2 separate regions of the Mus musculus genome follow, and region 1 is linked to region 2. A link is a contact called in public Hi-C data. All regions are on one chromosome and are shown on one strand. The core of a region is the stretch at or near the end of the contact, and the rest is flanking DNA. Distances in the headings are between cores, read along the strand shown. Region 1 has its middle 12 kb from the start of Tns3. Region 2 overlaps Tns3 (tensin 3).

Region 1 (3,614 bases), core at 381-2,880, 190 kb before region 2:
AGGTCTACAGGCCATGCCACATGGCTGTAAAGTAGGGGATACCAGGTGGGAGTAGAGTCCACAGAGAGACTTCAGGCAGAGTGTAGTGTGGCTTGCCTCCTGTTTAATTCTCTGGGCTGTCCTAAGAAAATGTCATCCACCAGGTGGCTTCACAGCAGAAGATGATCCTCACTGGATGTTCCCAGTCCAAGTGTTGGTTGAGTTTGGCTTCTCCTGAGGCGTCTCTTCTTGGCTGCCTCTGCCTGTGACCTCTCACGCTCATCTCCTGTGCCTGTTCTTATTTTCTTTTATTTTTGGGACATCAGTGAGTTTGATTCGGTCCATTGTGGCCAGGATAGAGTAGGGTGGGGTGGTGGTTGAACAACTGACACCAAGCCAACACAGAGAAGGAACAAGAAGAGACCAAAGATGGCAAAGCCAACACAGAGAAGGAACAAGATGGACACACACACACACACACACATACATGGTAGTTTGCTTTCTCTAGCTAGGCTCCACCTTCCACAGTTCTCTTAATTCCCAACAGTCTATTGGGATGCTGCGATCATTAGCTTGGCGCTCTTATGATCTAATTATCTCTGTAGATGCCCTCACAGGCACAGCACAGAGCCCCCCTCTCTTAAACTCAGAGGTGTTTATCAAGCTACTCAAGTTGACGATCAAAACGAGTCATCATAGACTGGGAATAGCTTGGTTGGTAGAGTGCTTGCCGAGCACACACAGAGCTCTCAGTCAAATTTGCAGTATCACAAATACAGGGCATCAATGCCTACAATCCAGGTAAAAGGTCTTCTTTGATTTTGTAAAGAGTGTGAAGCTAGCCTGAGCTCCATGTGACCCTATCTCAAGAAGAAAAGCTAACAGGGTCCCAAGCCCGAATACATCTCTTTCAGTCCTAAGAGTCCAGCCCTCACCCTCATAATGTAAAATGCATGCAGCTCATCCCCAGGAGTCCTATTGTCTCAGTGGTTCCCTAGGGTTCTCTTGATCATAATGAAAGCTCTGAGAAACGGAAGTTCCTACACTCTGAATATAAAACGCCCAAGTTCAAAATCTCCACTGACATCCAAGTCAACTCTTAGCTAAGAGCCAACTGTAAAAGGAAAAAAAAAAAGCAAGTTTGTATGTACTTTTGACAAGCAACCGTGTGGCATAAAGGGTTCCATTCTGAGAGGGTGGACTAGAAGAACATGGAGGAAGGATCAGCCCAAAAACCATGTGGGAAACATTAAACCCTGCAGATCCACATCCATGTCTGGGTCCATGGTATCAGAATTCCAGCTCCAGAGAACTCTGGCAGCCCCACTAGATGCCTCTGCTGTTTGCATCTGCATGGCCTCTCCCTTAGGCTAGCTCTGCTTCCGTCTGTCATGAACTGAAGTATTATTCTATCCTGCTGCCGAGACAGTCTGAAGTCTCTGAAACTGTGGGCAGAAACAAATAACTGTTGCCTTGAAGTTATGTGAGCTATTTTGCCACAATGATGAAAAGTCTAACAAGAAACACTCTAATGACCTATTTAACTTTAATTACCTCTTTAAAGATCTTAGGTAGACAGGCATAGTGGCACATACCAGGCAACTTGGTAGCCTGAGGCAGAAGGACTGTGAGTGACAGGCTAGCCAGTTCCAGAACAGCCTGGGCTGTAAGAGCTTGTCTCAAACAATAAACAAACCAACTAAAAAGATCCTAACATAATGTCAGACATGTGGGGGAGTACTGAGGTAAAAACTTCAATCTCTGAATTTGGAGTGACGTAAGTCAGCCTGCTGTACTGTACTAATAAGTTTTTTTCCTGAATGAAATACTGTGTTTCCATTTAAAAATCCAATAAGCATAAGACAGGCAAATGACACCTGGGGGGGAATCTTAGCCTGCCTGACCTTGTTTTAATCAGTGACACAGTTCACCCACAGGCGTTGGCCATCAGACAATTGTGGTAAATCATGGCTGGTGCCTTGGCCTTGTCCATGTTCAGCCAAAGCAGTAAAACTCCCTCAATCCCACAGAAATGAAGATAAGCCACCCAGCCACTGGGCTGCCCTGGATGCTTCTCCAAGTCTTTTGTCTCCTCTGACTCTGTTAAGACTCTGAGCCCACTTTGTCTGCCGAATGTCGACAGACTTACCCTATAGCTTCCAACCGCCAGTGGTCTTTTGCTTGTCCTTACTGCATCTGAGTCCCATGAACTCTCCAGCATCATCCAAGCAAAGCTACACTGGTCACTTGCCAATCTAGCTGCCTACCCACCACCTCTTTTGAGACAGGTAATTGGTAAGTAGCCCAGGCCGGCCTTACACCACATTCTTCCACCTCAGCTTCTTCCCTGAAACTATAGACAAATGATAACATGTACAATTCCTGGTATAATTTTATTATAGATACTAGGTGGGCAGAGAAGAGAGTTTCCTTGAAGCTTAACATTAGGAATTCTCCCTTCCATTCACTCTAGCATAGGAGATAAGGAACTGCTGGGCTCCATGAGTCAGGCTGAGTTATTAGTAAACTCTCTTCCACCCCTGGGCATTCCTCAAAAGGAAGGAAGGACCTACTGCTGGACAATCACCTTGATTTTGCTGTTCTCTCTCTCTCTCTCTCTCTCTCTCTCTCTCTGTCCCCCCACCCACCCCCAGCTGCATTAATCTATTCTTCTTTCCACTACCTCACCACCTGCAGCAACCACCTCTTCTCAGACAGGAAGTTAAGATGCTATGAAGGAACCTGGATCTAGCATCCTTCATATGGCACATATGGGTATATGCTGTATGCTGCTCACCACAGGGCCTGTCGCTCTTTGCTGAGGTTACAGACAGCATCCTGTGAAAAGTTGGGAGGCTCACCCCAGAAAGGAATGTTGGCAAGAGAAATTATTTACTCAGAGGTTGACATCTAGGCTGGTTGTTGGGACTTTCCACACTATTTGAAAGAATCTTGGCATCCCAAATATGTGGTGAGAGCTGACCAGGGTGAAAAGCTGCTTCATGTCACTGTTGTTTGGAGAAATGACATTTGCTTTGCTTGGAAACAGCACCCAAAGTTCACTACTTGAGTGGGTGTTGCAGGAGTTTTCTGTGAATGTTAGGATCTACAGCCCATGGCCTACACTGTGAGACAGTCAGATGACAAGGTGCCAGTGTTACAATCATAGAGTGCTCAGAAACAGTGGTAAGGACTGTGAGTCCTTTTCTCATTGCAAAACATATATAAGTTCATGGTGGAATACATGGGAACAAAAGAAAAGCCTATTTTGAGATAAACAGTTGTTTGTAACCACCCACGTGGAAGGAAGGAACAAGCCCGTTATTACTAGGAACCTCTTTTCTGCTTCTAAGATCCCTTCTAAGTATGTTGTTGTTGTTTGCTTTTCTTTGACACAGGGTCTCACCATGTATCTAGCTGGCCTGATATGTCGTCTCTTCACTCTGTAGACCAAGGGACCCTCAATTTGACAAAGATGTGCCTCTCTCTGTCTGTCTCTTGAGAGCTGAGAGTAAAGGCATATATCGCCACACAGGGCCATATGCAAACATGCCTTTTCTGTCCACCTGTGAATAGTTTGGGCAAAATCTTCTTCCCCCGGGAAATGTGACTATGTTAGATTGACAGTTAAGACC
Region 2 (3,577 bases), core at 938-3,437:
ACCTATTGGCTTATTACCAGATATGGATTTACTGGGTCACAGGGCGGTTCTTGCTGAGTTTGCTGGAGAAACCACCTCCAGCCTTCTATATGGACAGCTTCTCTCCAGAAGCATTTGGTCTGTTGTCATCTCGTAAGAGACCCAGGTTCTAGGAAGGCCACCTCTGAGTATTCCATATAGTGGAGGCCAAATCCTTTCTCTTCATCTGGATGAAGAGACTCTGACAGTTCTCAGGCTTGGTAAGGTCAGTTGTGATTTCTGATTCTGCCTCATGGCCTTTGTGTCATGATGTGGGCCTTGACTAAGGGGATGCACTGTGTCCTCTGTAGATGTAGTAGAGGATGTTACTTATAAAAGGAAGGAACCATAACTGGGCTCTAGAAACGTACTGATGAGTGGAATGTCCTACATGTGAGTAGTGGGCGAAGTGACAGGGATTTATTCCTTTTGGAATTAGGAGATCTTTATTTGCAGAATTCATTCAGCAATGGGGAGATGTTCTCTCCCTTTCAGACAGCCTTCCCCACAGCAAGCACTTCCAGGATTCCCAGGGCAGCACATTAATTCCATTCCCTTGTCGAAGCTTTGCAGAAGTCTCCTTCCCTAATGGTTAGGGACAGAGATGGGAAGGAAGGGATGGCCCCGTGTATATGCAGAGGGCTTTTCCTGCCTTCTTACTGATGCCACTCAGCATGTGGGCTCCCAGTGTCCTACCCACTTTCTTTATGGGAAATGCATGCCCCCTGCTCTTGAGAAACAAGCCTACCAGGTGACCGGGCCTACTGAGCCTGTCTTGGTTCAGCTTGCCACATTAGTGGGTTCCAGGGTATATTTGAGCTGAGCTAGCCTTTCTCTATTCACTCTCTGTAGAGGTTCTGTCTGTTTACTTGAGTGAGCTGAACTCAGGAGGCCCTTACCTCAGCACAAACCAGCCTTTGCCTTATTTATTTTCACTCTCAGGAATGTGAGGGAGTTTCCAAAACCACCCCATGCCATGGGGTGCCAGCATTGCTTCATTCTTACATGATCCTATAAAGACCAGTCATTTACCAGTGCTTCTCCTTCTAGGGTCCCAAATCGAAAATAAGGATTGTGTTGCAGAGTGGGTCATGCTCTCGGACCCGTTCCCTTTCATTTTCATTAGTTGTGTGTTATTGTGTGTATGTGAGATGCTTAGTGTGGCCAAGCAAGTTAACCTGTCCATCCCACTGCATGTGTGTGCAGAGTTCCGGTAAGAGCTAAGTCCACTGTCACCTGGGCGGGGCATATTCTTTCCCGATTTCATCTATTCTTTTCACTGCACACTGTAACCACCTGGGGGCTTTTGGGATGTGGGTGGTAAGGATGACTCTGTTCACTTTGGTCTGCAAAGAGTGGCTGTTTGGCCTGGTAGGGACTTGAGTGTCTGAAGTACTTTATGCTCACCCACTGACTCCTGGGTCCAGATGTGCTGTGCCTGTAAATTGAAAACATTGACAGTTGTGCCGCGGCTCCAGGGGAAGAGTAGATGGAAAAGAGGAAGAATGAGGCCCTCAGTGGAGGGTTGTAATGGCATTCTGTGGAGAACCACATGGTTATAATTGTGGTTGTGTATCTAGGCACTTGGAGGCTGGGATGTTCCCCCTGGTTGCTTCTAATGGGGCCAGAGCTTGGGACCGTGCTGTAGAGGACAGCCAGTGGTCATGTAGCTGCCCATAAGCTGCCTTCCACAGGACTGGTAGGTTTATTTTCGCAGCACAGTGGGCCGTATGCCTCACTGAGGAGAGGATTCTGCCCTGAAGACTCAGTATGGGTGTCATAGCATGGATGCCATGATGTCTCCTGCTCCGTTCTCCTCTCCCTCTTTCCAGATAGGCCAGGTGATACCAAGAAACTCAGTGAGGAAGGGTTTGGTACCATTGTCACGATTAGGACTTTGGTACATTTGAAGAAGTGCAGAATTGCCAAGGAGCATTGTGGGAGATTTATCCTAAAATGTAGTTTTCCAGCTAAGTGGTCTAAACTCCTTCCCCCAAAAACACACTCAGAGTTTCGCAGTAACAATGGGCTATCCTATACTCAGTCCTGCATGGCAACACAGTGCCTGACAATCTTGGTCTGCATCCAATTCGTGTGTGCCCTGTGCTTTGCAAACCTTCCCACAAGACCTCCAGTGTCTCCAGATGAAGCGCTTGAGGGAGTTCACTCTCATGATTTCCCCACTATCATAGTGGCCTTGGTGGGGATGCCCCCTAGCCTGGCTGTCTTTGCCCTACTCCCACACTGCCCACACAGCTGCCTGGCCTTGGAGTGCTATAGGACTCTGTCCCTATCTGTATTCTCAGTCATTTAGCCTCAGCTTCCCAGTCTCTCTGAGGTTCAGTGCCCTCCAGAGACTCATGGTAGTCTCAGCTCCTGTTTTGCTTGACAAGGTCTGTGGTCCTGGGCAGTGCCCAGAGGGTGTGCCCACATATCAGCGCAAGGACTTGGGGGGTAGCAGGAACGGGGAAATAGGGACTCAGGTCCCAAGCTCTAGCCTGGAGTCCAGTGGGTCCTTTGGGTTAGGTGTAAGGATGATCCCGTGCAAAGACAAATGAATGCTCAGAGGTACTGATAACAGTTGGTGGGCTGTGGGGCGTCCAGTCAGTGCTGCCACTTGGTTTTTCTGGTTGCCCCTCCTCCATAGGGGGCCTGGCTGCATGGAGAGTTCCTGGAACAAGACTCATTGGCATAATGACAGGCCAATACTCCGTGTTCCCGTAGGCCTTAAGTGTCCTGGTGCATTCTGAGCTTCCTGAGCTTTTGAAAGTGCCAGGGGCTGGTTCAGGTTTCCTCTTCACTGGCAGGGATCCTGCTGGAAGTAGGTGTAGCTCCCCACAGCAACTGGGCCCCAGCAGGTACTGGTGGGAAGGGAGCCAACTGGGCCCCAGCAGGCACAGGTGGGCCTGCCACAGTTATAGGAGAGGCCCTGTGCCTGTAAAGGTTCCCTTGAGCTTGATTTGGTCCCTGTTTCCCTTGGGTGTTCTCAGAACCCAGAAGGGATTGGTGTGAGTGTGAGGCTGCCCAGAACCCAGAGAGGGCTCCTTCAGCCCAGCCCAGCTTCTCTTGCATATCAAACCAGCGTCAGTCGTGTCCTTAGAGAATCCACCAGCATCCCCTGCTCCCATGAAGTCTTTTTGTTTTATTTTGTTTTTCCTCCTTTCCTGGTTTCTTCTGGAAAGTGAGAAATAAATATTGCTGTGGCTACCCGTATGGCATGAATTATATGCAGTGTTCAGAGAGTAGGGTTTACCTACTTCCTCCTTGACCCAACAGTTATTTTGCTATTCAGATTGCCCACGCTCATCAAGTCAGCTTTACCCTGGCAATCTGAAGTCAATAGTGTAAACCCATGCTCTGCCGTTTCTGCAGATGTGGAACAGCAGCCGTGATGCAGCCCCCGACTCCCATCCCTAGCCCCTGGAGTCCTGCTAGGAGATTGCAGATAAGATAGCCCCAGGGACACCCCCTGAGCAGGGGAGGACAAAGGGTGGTACATAGCGGTGGCTGTGTGTGCAGGTGGATTTATGTTAATGAAGAGTGTAACCTAGTGAGCATC

What was found. Hi-C and Micro-C count contacts between places; a contact is called where the count stands out from the background.
Region 1: a Hi-C map of Sertoli cells shows a contact between it and region 2, with 4 times the contacts expected there. The contact joins two enhancer-like sites. A contact is called at or near these places in 1 of 484 Hi-C or Micro-C datasets (Sertoli cells), 3 of 115 datasets of contacts at active chromatin or transcription factors (craniofacial prominence, embryonic stem cells and pancreatic cancer cells) and 1 of 9 other capture datasets (liver).

What each region holds. Positions count from the first base shown.
Region 1 is chr11:8,674,242-8,677,855 of GRCm38.p6, reverse strand. No RefSeq gene overlaps it. Among named protein-coding and RNA genes, the nearest start is that of Tns3, 12 kb to the right of the region's middle. Within about 2 kb of position 1,630, at least 60 of the 459 cell types and tissues checked have an H3K27ac peak or open chromatin away from gene starts, as enhancers often do. A contact at or near this core is called in Sertoli cells, where this site is marked.
Region 2 is chr11:8,482,106-8,485,682 of GRCm38.p6, reverse strand. The region is part of intron 17 of Tns3 (tensin 3); the gene reads left to right. Among named protein-coding and RNA genes, the nearest start is that of Tns3, 180 kb to the left of the region's middle. Within about 2 kb of position 2,187, at least 33 of the 459 cell types and tissues checked have an H3K27ac peak or open chromatin away from gene starts, as enhancers often do. A contact at or near this core is called in Sertoli cells, where this site is marked.